Linked DNA regions of Mus musculus: region 1 is linked to region 2. The links are chromatin contacts, called in public promoter capture Hi-C maps. All regions are on one chromosome and are shown on one strand. Each heading gives the region's core, a stretch centred on a gene start, on an enhancer-like site or on the middle of the called end of the contact. The rest is flanking DNA. Distances are from core to core; before and after follow the strand shown.

Region 1 (6,032 bases), core at 3,139-5,638, 290 kb after region 2:
TGAGGGAAGGTGTTAATGTATCAGAGTATCGGCAATGACAAGGGCATGGAAGAAGCCTAATCAATATTTATTGATAGAATAAATTGTCTTAGGTGACTCTGCAATGGGGACTGCTTTCTGTTTACAATGGTATTGTTTTCCCACTGACTCGGTTCGCTGTCCTTGAATATAATGGTCATACCTGACCATAGTCTGGGTCTGTATACAGACCACAAAGAGTTAAAATGCAGTGTGTGTGTGTGTGTGTGTGTGTGTGTGTGTGTGTGTGTATACACATATATATAACTATATACACATAGTTATATATCAGTTATATATAGTTATATAATATATATGTATAATTAAAAATATATCTATGTACATATACATAGATATCAGATATATACAGATATATGTAATTTTAATTATAAAGGTCCTTATAGGGTTAGGCAATCAAAAATCTATATACTATAGTTAATTATAAACCTAGTACCATTGGGAATAGCATTCCCCAGCCCCCTCTTCCCATGTTTCACTCACACAAATTTGAGCTCCCTTTTCCAAATTTAACCAGCCCAAGAGATGACATCTTAAAATAGCCGTTCTTTTGTGAGAATGTTGTGGTTTTGTTTCCTCTGTTGAAACGGAAACTCTCCACATAGCCCTGACTGGCCTGGGATTCTCAGTCCTCCTGTCTCAGCCTCCTGAGTGCTAGATTACAGGTACACAGAGCCGCACCTGGCTCGCATAGCTGCTGAGTTAAAACATGCCCTCTTGTGTTGTTGAGAGTTAATTAAAATGTCAAAAGCATGTTTTAAGGGCACATAATTAATGAAATTTTCTCTGAGGATGCCAAACACTAAAATAGAAGCTATCTACCAAATCGCACCACAGACTCACTCACGATGCTGTGCAGTGCCAGCTCTGTAACGGTAACCTTCATTCTGAAGGCAGCTCTGAGGACACCTCCGAAATAAATCTAGGGTGCAAGGATGCGCCTGGTACAATCCAGGATTCTCTGCTGGCATTCTAATACCATGGGTTTGCATTGTACTCTAGACTGGAATTTATAATTCATGAATACAGCCTGTGAAAAATACAATGCATATTTTGTTCATTTTTAGGATGCGCATATGGTGTGTTGTGGAGATTAAAAAAAGAAAAAAAGACATTCCCAGAAGCAACACTCAATACTCTATAGCCATAAAATTACAATAATGGAAAGCTTTGTTGTACTGCATAAAAAAGAAAGTTCATGAAGCCGTCTGAGTTAGGGGCTCGGGTCTTTAGAACTCAGAGAGGAATCTTTCAGTTAGATAAAAGATTAAACGGAAGGTTGTTCCTGCTGGGAGCCAAAGCAAGACCTTAAGTCTTGTATTCAAACCCACTTCCTGCCATGTCTGACTTTCAGCAGAAAGGTTTTGAAGATACATTCGAGACCCAGAGAAAGGTAATTCTACTTCAAATTGAACAACATGGAGAGAGTCAGACACTCATGCTGTTGTTGTGACTATTGGAGAGGCTTGCTGGGTAAAAACACAGGTTTGCTCTCGTCAGATTTGAAGAGGAAGGTGTGTTTCTACTCAGCCATGAGGAGTTGTTGCCTTCACTTACAAAGTGAGATTTTGGGGTGGGTGAAAGAATGAATGAACCAAACAGATGACTTTGGAGCCCTCAAATGTGGGTATGAAAAAAATCGCTTTGCTTTAGAAGAGCTGACAAAGAAGTTACTTTTTAGTTTTTTATTCTTTGTGAGTCTCACATCATGCACCCTAGGCCACTCATCTCCCTGTCCCCTCATATCCACCCTTGCCCTTGCAATTCCCACCCTCCCCCCCAAAAAAAACATACACCCAAACAAAATAAACGAAACGAAACATAGAAAGCATTTTGTCATGGAAGCTGTAGAGTTTCCCACAATATACCCTTCTGTCACCACATTTTCACTAGTGAACATTCATTGCAATGAGGCATTGGTGTGGTTCAAGGTCTCTGACTTCTGTGACACCAACAATATTGGCTCCTCACACGGTCTCCTCGGAGCTGGCTCACCCACATTCATGCCTCCAGAGCCAAAACCAATGTCCTGCCCAGTCAAAGACTGGGGCCCTTTCTCCAAAGGGCTGCAGCTGGTGAGAGGATGGGCCAGGTCTCCCACTCTCATAACCACTGGGGTCAGCTCTCCCAACTGCCTCAGGTAGTGAGGGGTGAGGGAGTAGAGAGACCAAGAAGTTATTCTCCTACTTACCTGACCCATTTGGGACAAGAAGTCATGAACATTGGTAACTGATGGTTTCCCAGGTCCTCCTGGCCTATGATCCATCATGACACATCTACCATACTGTCTGTATTTCTACATTAAATATTAAATTCAAGTAAACTTTCTCCGAAGTGGTCGGTATAATAAATCATTAAAAAAGAGGAGAGCAATACTGTACCAATTGTGTCATGTTAACAACTACAAATGGACTTGATGCCATAAAAAAAAAAAATACATGCATCTTGAAGATCTAGTTATTTAAAAGATCAATATGTACGCAAATATATAATTTAAAATTTTATCTTATCATTTAGTTTGTTTATTGTTGTGTAGCTCAACTATTTTATAAAAATTTATTGAAAATAAGATTATCATAATTTGTATATTAAAATTTGTATTTTATTTGTATTTTAAAAATAACCCTATTTAAAAATGGGGTATAGAGCTAAACAAAGAATTCTCAACTGAGGAATACCAAAGGGCTGAGAAGCACCTGAAAAAAAATGTTCAACATTCTTAATCATCAGGGAAATGCAAATCAAAACAACCCTGAGATTCCACCTCACACCAGTCAGAATGGCTAAGATCAAAAATTTAGTTGACAGCAGATGCTGGCGAGGATGTGGAGAAAGAGGAATAGTCCTCCACTGTTGGTGGAATTGCAAGCTGGTACAACCACTCTGGAAATCAGGCTGGTGGTTCCTCAGAAAATTGGACATAGTACTTCTGGAAGATCCAGCAATACCTCTCTGGGCATTTATCCAGAAGATGTTCCAACTTGTAATAAGGACACATGCTCCACTATGTTCATAGCAGCCTTATTTATAATAGCCAGACTGCCCCACCTGGGGATCCATCCCATAATCAGCCACCAAAACCAGACACTATTGCATATGCCAGCAAGATTTTGCTGACAGGACCCTAATATCTCTTGTGAGGCTATGCCACTGCCTGGCAAATACAGAAGTGGATGCTCACGGTCATCTATTGGATGGAACACAGGGCCCCCAATGAAGGAGCTAGAGAAAGTACCCAAGGAGCTAAAGGGGTCTGCAATCCTATAGGAGGAGGAACAATATGAACTAACCAGTACCCCCCAGAGATGTGTCTCTAGTTGCATATGTAGCAGAGGATGGCCTAGTCGGCCATCAGTGGGAGGAGAGGCCCTTGGTCTTGCAAACTTTATATGCCCCAGTACAGGGGAATGCCAGGGCCAGGAAGTGAGAGTGGGTGGGCTGGGGAGCAGGGCAGGGGAGGGTATAGGGGACTTTCAAAGAGGAAACTAGGAAAGGGGGTAGCATTTGAAATGTAAATGAAGAAAATATCTAATAAAAATTTTTTAAAAAAGAAAAAATCTAATAAAAAAATTTTTGAAAAACAAATAAATCACTCAAAAACATTGGCATTATGCCTTTGTGCAGTCAACATGGGCTTGGTAAACCTACGAACAATGTCAATGCATGATAATAAATTTGGTTATTAGAAAATATAAAGAATATAATGTGGCTATTAGATAGTTTGTCAGAAAAAAATGTATAGTGGTTTACTTTATTGATCACCCTCTTGCTTTTACTTGTGGCTGGCAGATCTGAGGTCAGTTAAATAGCTCTACATTTTTCATGGCACAAAGTATATTCTGATTAAAGCCATTAGGCCACCCGAGGCCACTCGTTATTTTCTTTCATTAAAACAGCTTCTATCGTGATGACATCTTCTAATAATGAGAAAGAAAAACTTAAAAAAAATAAATACAGTATCAGGCCCTTCCTATGAGTAATATATCAAAACTGGAAAGTCAAGGCTAAGCGCCGTCAGAGTGCGCGCTTAAGAGGAGCAGTCCACGGAGCAGGAGCACAGACTCCATCTCTAGTTCTCTCTCACATTCCCTCTGCATCACATAGAAATCTAGAGACCTCACCAAGCAGACCCGGAAGCAGTGTGTGGGTTGCCTAATTACAGCACCCTGAGATTTAGCCACTTGGTAGCCAGTTTTCTCTTTATGAAAGAGGCCTACTAATGATTTCTGTAATTATCATCATTATTAGCACCTCAAAGGTAGCCCCGCCCAGAAATGCTGGGAACTGGTGGGGTAGGACATGGGTGGAGTCGGAGTCTTCCTTTAAATACCTGTGCTCGAGGTCCAGGCTCTCTTCTCTGAGGGCAGTTCTGAAGTGTTCTGAGTACCCATTCTCTGTCTCGCACATCATAGTCTAGAACTCACCTCTATTGAACTTTTGTTCACCCATCTGGAAGATCCCAGCCAGCAACCATGGTTGACGATGAGCTGACTGCTTTGGTAGTAGATAATGGGTCAGGGATGTGCAAGGCAGGTTTTGGGGGTGACGATGCCCCCCGTGCTGTGTTCCCCTCCATGGTTGGTCGTCCACGACACCAGGGGGTCATGGTAGGCATGGGCCAGAAGGACTGTTATGTGGGAGATGAGGCCCAGAGCAAGCGAGGCATCTTGACCTTGAAGTATCCCATTGAACACGGAGTCGTCACCAACTGGGATGATATGGAGAAGATCTGGTACCACACTTTCTACAATGAGCTCCGGGTAGCACCGGATGAACATCCTATTCTTCTCACCGAGGCACCCCTTAACCCCAAAATCAACCGGGAAAAGATGACTCAGATAATGTTCGAGGCTTTCAACACACCTGCCATGTATGTAGCAATCCAAGCCGTGCTATCCCTCTATGCTTCCGGAAGGACTACAGGTATCGTGATGGATTCTGGGGATGGGGTCACTCACACTGTGCCTATCTATGAAGGTTACGCTCTGCCTCATGCCATTCTACGACTAGATCTGGCAGGTAGGGACCTGACTGATTACCTCATGAAGATTCTGACAGAACGAGGCTATAACTTCACCACCACAGCAGAGAGGGAGATCGTGCGGGATGTCAAAGAAAAGTTGTGCTACGTGGCCCTGGACTTTGAGCAGGAGATGGTCACTGCAGCCGCTTCATCCTCACTAGAGAGAAGCTATGAGCTCCCTGATGGGCAGGTGATCACCATTGGAAATGAACGCTTCCGGTGCCCAGAAGCCATTTTCCAGCCTTCCTTTCTAGGCATTGAATCCAGAGGCATCCATGAGACAACCTTCAACTCGATCATGAAGTGTGATGTAGATATTCGTAAGGATTTATTTGCCAACACTGTGCTGTCTGGAGGCAGTACCATGTACCCAGGCATTGCCGACAGGATGCAGAAGGAAATTGTAACCTTGGCACCAAGTACCATGAAAATTAAGATCATAGCTCCCCCAGAACGCAAGTATTCGGTTTGGATTGGGGGCTCCATCCTCGCCAGCCTGTCCACATTCCAGCAGATGTGGATCAGTAAGCAGGAATATGACGAAGCTGGACCTCCCATTGTTCATAGAAAATGCTTCTAGGTAAGCTACCGTGTCCCTTTTCCTGGGTCATAATGATGGTACCCCACCTCACCCAGGACACTGAAGGTAAATCATTGACTTCTTATTGAGTGTACAAGCCAGGAAATCTGCGTCACCATCCAAGTATCCAGGGCTAGGACACAGCTAACCACACTGTGATTTTTATCAGCTGAGGGAATTCTGATATCATATTCCGTTTTTTTATGCCTGTAGGGCTCAAAGAAATGTGGGCTTGCTTACATGAAAATATGTGACAAGGAGTAAGATCATGAGAATATAATTTCAGGCTGAATACAATTTGCAAGCCTTATATAGAGCTCTTGCTGAAATGGTCAAAAACACTCTACAAATCTGCAATACAAAAGTTTAGCAACTATGTCTTAGTCCCTTTAT
Region 2 (6,099 bases), core at 2,599-5,098:
AGTGTAACACACATTTCATCACACCCTTGCCTCATGGATTCAAGTTCACTTTCTACCATTCTTCTTACCTTGAAAAAAGAATACAGAAATAATTTGGTCTGGGTGTTGGATTTCAAGCCTAGGGCCCCTGGTACACTAAGAACGGAATCCACCACTTGGCTACTTACCAAACTCCAAAACAAGGGTTTTTGAGAACTGCTTGCTCTTACCCTCTCCAGGTTCTTGGTTTGTTTTCTCCTCCTCCTCCTCCTCCTCCTTCTCCTCCTCCTCCTCCTCCACTTCCTCCTCTCTACCTCCCCCTCCTTCTTCTTCTCCTCTTCCTCCTCCCCCTCCTCTCCCTCCTCCCTCTTCTCTTCCTCCTCTCCTCCTTCCCCTCCTCCTCCTCCTCTTCCTCCTCCTTCTTTGCATAGTTGTACATACACGTGTACACACTTGTAGGTGTGCTCACCCATGCAGGTGTGTGTGGCCACAGGTTGCCATCAGAGTGTTTTCTGTAATTGCTTCTCCACTCTGAAAACTGGTTCTCTCATTGAACCTGCAGATGGCCATTCTAGACTGCCTGGTCAAAGAGCTACAAGGAGGCACTTGTTTCTGTCTGTCGGTGCTGGGATTACAACAGTTCATCGCCACACACCTCTGCATGTGGGTGCTGGAGATTTGAACTCGGGTCCCCAGGTTTGTGCAGAAAGTGCTTTGCCCACTGAACCATCTCCTCATCCCCAGCGCTGGGTTTCTTATATTTTCTATCTCTTTAAAACATAAAAATGTACTGCATCTCTGTCTAGAGTGATAAAACTGTTGTGATAATAAGGTATTTTTTTTAATGTCCAGAGGACATTCTCAGATGTCATAAATGCCTTTCCAAATGTTTGAGCTCCAAATAAATTCAAAATGCATTTAGTAGAATGTAATTCCTCTTCTCATTTAAACCCAGGAGGGCTTCAAGGAAAACACAATTCAAGTGTTTCTTGAATTTATTGTTTTACACTTGAGTCAGCCAAATGTGATTTGAAAACAGATGCTTGATATAAAAAAACCAAAAACCAAAAAAAACCAAACAACAAAAACAAAAATATAAACCTTTAAATGAATGTTGTTAGGTTTCCTTGGTGTTCTCTCTCTCTCTCTCTCTCTCTCTCTCTCTCTCTCCCTTCCTTCCTTCTTTCCTTCCTTCCTTTCTTAAAAGAGGAAGAAAGGAGTCTAATATAAACTTTCTTAAAATTCTCTAACTACAACCAGAAAATTAAGCCACAAATATACTGACCCTAGTGCTTTTCTTTGTTTGGCCACATGTCACGTTGTCTTGTATATTTGAAGGGTTTTATTGCTGTGAAAATACACCACAACCATGGTGACTCTCATAAAGGAAAACAACTAATTGGGGCTGGTTTACAGTTTCAGAGGTTCAGTCCATTGTGGTGGGAAACATGGCAGCATGCAGGCAGATATGGCGCTGAGAGTTCTACATCTTAATCTGAAAGCAGCTAGGAGCCTGAATATGTTTCACACTGGGAGTAGCTTGAACATTTAAGACCTCATGTCTGCCTCAACAGTGACACATTTCCTATAGCAAGGCCACACTCCTCTAATAAAGCCAAACCTTCTAATAGTGCCACTCCCTATGGCCAAGGATTCAAACACATGAATCTCTGGGACTATACCTAGCCAAACCACCACAACCACAGAAAACATCTTCATGCTGAATAGACAGCTCTAGTTTGGACACTGAGAGGAGGGAAAAGTTGAGTTCCTGGTCACATGTTACAGATGCTCATTTTAAAACATCATAGTAAAAATAAACGTACTCTTAAAGAAGCAAAACATGAAATCTGAGATCATGGATTCGATTACTAATCCTACTTTACATGCTGAGTAAATATAGCAATTCACTCACCTGCCCAAGCACCAGTTTTCTCATTTGATCAACGTGGATAACAATACCTATCTTGCAGGCTACGAACAGGCCGTTCTGGAGATTGCTATCAACCCCTTCTATGTATATATCTCCCTTTTGTCCATCTGGGAAATAAAACATGAAACAATATGTCTGCTGCAGATACTCTTTTCCTAGACCTGATATTAGTGATAACCGTTGCGAACAATTAAAAAAATGTTTTAAAAATTCTTTTAAAAAGAAGAAACATGTTTGCTCTTCCTTAAATGATCTTAGGGTAGGCATCAGCTTTAAAATGAATCTGGAAGTAGTTTACCTTTGGTCCTTTTATGCATACACACACACATGCACACACATGCATACCTACACACACAGGTTTACCTAGAGCCATACAAGAGGCAACAAAGAAAAAAAATCCCAAGAAGGCTCTCCATTTACACAAATGTAAAAGTCAAGGGACAACCTTGTTGAGCCAAAATATTGCACAGTTTTCTGTCATTCTCTCTTGGGTTGCATCTGTGTTAAAAAGATTCTCCCCAAAAGTGGCAAGGGGCACCCTTTCCTGAATTCCCAGCTCTTGTCAGGAATAACAAATTTCTAAAGAACTAAATTAAAAAGAAAGTTCAAAAAGGAAATCTCTCTTCTAGTCTTTCTTATTGCACAGTACAAATGGCTAAGGACTCCAAGGGAGACCACCATAAACTCTGTAGAACAAAGTGTAGTATTTCACTGTGAATTAGCCTGTTAAAAAAAATGTTACAAAGCAGAGCTCATTGTTTTAGGATTTACTGTTCCACACATCCTAAAGATATGATAAGAAACTATGAAGTCAGCACTGTAGCTATTGAGACAGCGAGAGCAGACAAGCTCCATCCAGAAACAAATAGATTTCCTACAGACCTGTGATCTTGCTTATCTAAGAGGAAGGTTTTGTTTGCTTGTCAATCAAGCAGAGCAGATCTTCTGGGCGCGCGGCCACACCTTGGACTGGGGAAGCTCAGGAAGGAAGGAATGTGGGAAGGAAGAGGGGAGAGGCCATTTCCTGATGGGTCAGCTGCTGGCAAGTGTCTGGACCCTGGGAAAGCTGTGGTGTAAGCCTTCCTCTCCTTGGAGAGCAAGCAGAGCAGCAGGAACAATGGTGTGAAACTCTGCCGGTAACTCCCAGGTCACGCCTGGAGCAGCATGGTCCACCGGCAGCAGGTTATGCCTCAACATGTCCTGGACTCTCGGCAGCCTGCTGTTTAAACCTCCCTGTGCAATCCCTCTGCCAACATGAAGCATATTCTCAAGGCAATTTCTCTCCAAGGGAGACAAAGAGCATCTAGCACTGGGTTAACTGAAAAGCCATGGCATGGGAGAAAAGGCCTTCTAAGACTCTCAGACTGCCAATCCCAGAGATCTTGACTGACAGTTCTTATGTTTTAACATCCCAAGTGATCTTTTTATGTTCAGTTTCTGATTAATCTGCAGAGCATCCTCCTGTGTTAGGCTACTCAGGATCTGTAGAATGAGTTAAAAGACACCATTCCCTGCTCCAGGCTTGGTCTCCCCACGCTCTGAAAGGGCTGTGCCAAGGAAACTTACTTCTACTGTTAATGTCTCAGCTAAAAGGTGCTTAATCATTGTAAGAATTTCTTAGCTGGGCGTGGTGGGTACATGCATATAATTCCAACATGTGGGAGGTGGGGGCGGGGCCATCAGGAATTTGAGGTTATCCTGAACAACATAGTGAGTTCATGTCCAACCTAGAATACAAAGTACAAAATCTGAAGAAAAACGAAACAAAACTACAAAAATGAAAACAAGGACCAGCTGGGTTGGTGCAGAGGAAAGCCAAGATAAACCAAGAAAAAAAAAAATAAAACACATCAATTTAAAAATACCTTATTCAATATTCAAGACAAGATTTCCTACTGTTCCTAGTCTAAGAGACTAGTTTAGGGTAATCTCTTTCCCTCCCTTCCTCTTTCACACAGTGTAAGCAGGGCATTTGGCTCCTCCCTAGCACAGTGCAAGCCTCCATGTTCTTTAAATCTGGTACATTCCTGCCCTCTAGAGGACAGAGTTCCAATCACTGCTAGGATCAAACAGTTGCTTTGTGGAGACTGAATTGTCAAATTCATAGCCGTGAAGTACTCTTGGCTCACACAGGCACAACAGCTTTCAAAAAAATAATCTTTCTTCAGGTGATTCCCAGGCATCAAATTTACCTAAAGGTCATTTTTCTTATAAACAGGAGTAGTTCGTTGTTGGTGAAAATGTAATACCATATGGATTTATTTCTCTGTTTTTCCTACACGTGCTTAAATTGGCCAAAACAGTGGCAATGAGCTTAAGCCAATGTCTTTGGAGCTTCTCCCTAATCCTCACCCCTCAGTTCTCAACACAGGAGTCCAAGAGCGCCAGGAAGATCATCCAAAGAAGTCATTCTTCAATCCCTTTAAGCCGATGGGGCTTTGCACTTCCCGGGCAGGATTGAAGCAGCCAGACACATGCTGTCGCCTTCTCCTCCACTAGGAGAACTTCCTAGCAGAGCCAAGAGGGCCAAGTGACGTTCTCCAAGTGACGTTCTCCAGGCCACAGAGTTGGATTGAGGCATATGGTGCAATGGAACCCAAACTGCTGATAATGTTTTTAAGCCTGTGGCATCAGTTTTCTATTCAAAGACCAAGCCAGAGGTTTGCGTTATTTTATTTTTAGTTACATAGACACCAGGCTATTTATCACCAGGGACAGAAGTGAATCTAGCACTGCCCCCTGTGTGGTGGTTTGAATGAAAAGGGCCTCCATAGGTGCAGAGGGAGTGGTACTATTAGGAGGCATGGCCTTGTTGAGGAGGTGTGCCACACTGGAGGTAGCTTCGAAGTTTCAAATGCTCAAGCCAAACCCAGTGTCTCTTTCTCTTCCTGGTGCTTTCAGATCCAGATGTAGAACTCTCAGCTACTTCCCCAGCACCACACCTGCCCAGATGCTGCCATGCTTCCTGCCATGATGAAAATGGACTTAACCTAGAAACTGTAAGGCAGCCCCAATTAAATGTTTTCCTTTATAAGAGTTGGGTAGTCATAGAGTCTCGTCACAGCAATTGTCACTCTCCAACATGTGTCTATTTCAGACTAGGTCATGGCACCATTGGATATGGTGATCTTCCTGGTTACAGTCATCTATATTCTGGAACCTTGGAAAGTGTTTGTGATGCTGGCTGTCCTTTTATAACAACTTTCTGGCCTTTGTTCTCTTCCGTTTATGAATAAGAAACTAAGGAATATCACTAGACCAGGCCATAGAGCATACAACTGTAAGATCTCTTCTGCTCTAAAATGTGTCATTTCTGTTTCATCACGAAGTTTCTAACAAAGAAAAGAGCACTAGATCGATGCATAAATTACTTCATCTATTTGCTTTTAAAATAAGATGGGAACTGACATGCCTTAGGCTTCATACTTCACCGGCAGAGCTAGGGCTAATAGGGATTCTTAATTTCAAGCCAGTCACTGTACAAAGTCTATTATAGCTCCTTTCTCATCCTCCTCCCCTGACACACACACCAGCTGCAGAGGTCCACCGTGAAATCACCATACACATCAGAAAGATGTTGTCTTTGACAGTTCCTTCCTTGCTCTCTCCACTTAATCATCTTCAATGCTGCATCTTTCTAGGGTGTGCAGATGGCTACCAACTCCAGTCCCCCAAACCTGCCTCACAGTTATGTCTGACTTAGTGGGCCCTTATCTATATCCAGGTTGGAATGAAACTTTGATTTCCCAGGGCACAAGACAAAGTATGTCAATAATGAGGAGAGCAGCTGGACCTAAGACTCAATATTTGAAGGACTATGGGAAAGATTTGAAAACCAGAGTCTGTCTAGAATTGGAAATTTTCTACTTTTCTAAAAACCCACTCAAATGACTGTTGGGGGAAGCCCGGATGATTTCTCAGCAAGTTGGTTTCTGCTTCTAACGTCATGTTCAAGTTCTCGTCTGATTATGACTTACTAGAAGGTGACTTTAAAATGGCATATGGGTTAAATTGTACTTCTCTACTCATGGTGAAAGGATGGAAAGGAAAGAATGCAAAACTGTACAACCCACGTACCACATGGGTGTGGTTATTTAATCTATAATTTTTTCTCTTTATCCACTTTCTACTGCACACTCATGCTCAATCCAGCAAGTTTAGGCTTCTCAGTCAGGTGCCAGCTTCCA

The links. Promoter capture Hi-C pulls out the DNA fragments that hold promoters and counts their contacts.
Region 1: a promoter capture Hi-C map of hippocampal neurons shows a contact between it and region 2, with 8 times the contacts expected there. The contact joins the promoter of Actbl2 here to the enhancer-like site in region 2. A contact is called at or near these places in 8 of 39 promoter capture datasets (the 3T3-L1 cell line, cranial neural crest, hippocampal neurons and 4 more), 21 of 484 Hi-C or Micro-C datasets (B cells, CD8 T cells, the G1E-ER4 cell line and 14 more), 3 of 115 datasets of contacts at active chromatin or transcription factors (T-cell acute lymphoblastic leukemia, embryonic basal ganglia and pancreatic cancer cells) and 3 of 9 other capture datasets (adipose tissue, embryonic stem cells and pancreatic islet).

Annotation. Positions count from the first base shown.
Region 1 is chr13:111,250,625-111,256,656 of GRCm38.p6, forward strand. Actbl2 (actin, beta-like 2) reads left to right here and starts at 4,389. Exons shown (of 1, transcript NM_175497.3): 1 at 4,389-6,032. The coding sequence starts at 4,509. The coding sequence ends at 5,639.
Region 2 is chr13:110,964,368-110,970,466 of GRCm38.p6, forward strand. No RefSeq gene overlaps it. Among named protein-coding and RNA genes, the nearest start is that of 4930526H09Rik, 64 kb to the left of the region's middle. Within about 2 kb of position 3,849, at least 130 of the 459 cell types and tissues checked have an H3K27ac peak or open chromatin away from gene starts, as enhancers often do. A contact at or near this core is called in adipose tissue, cerebellum, embryonic fibroblasts and 7 more, where this site is marked.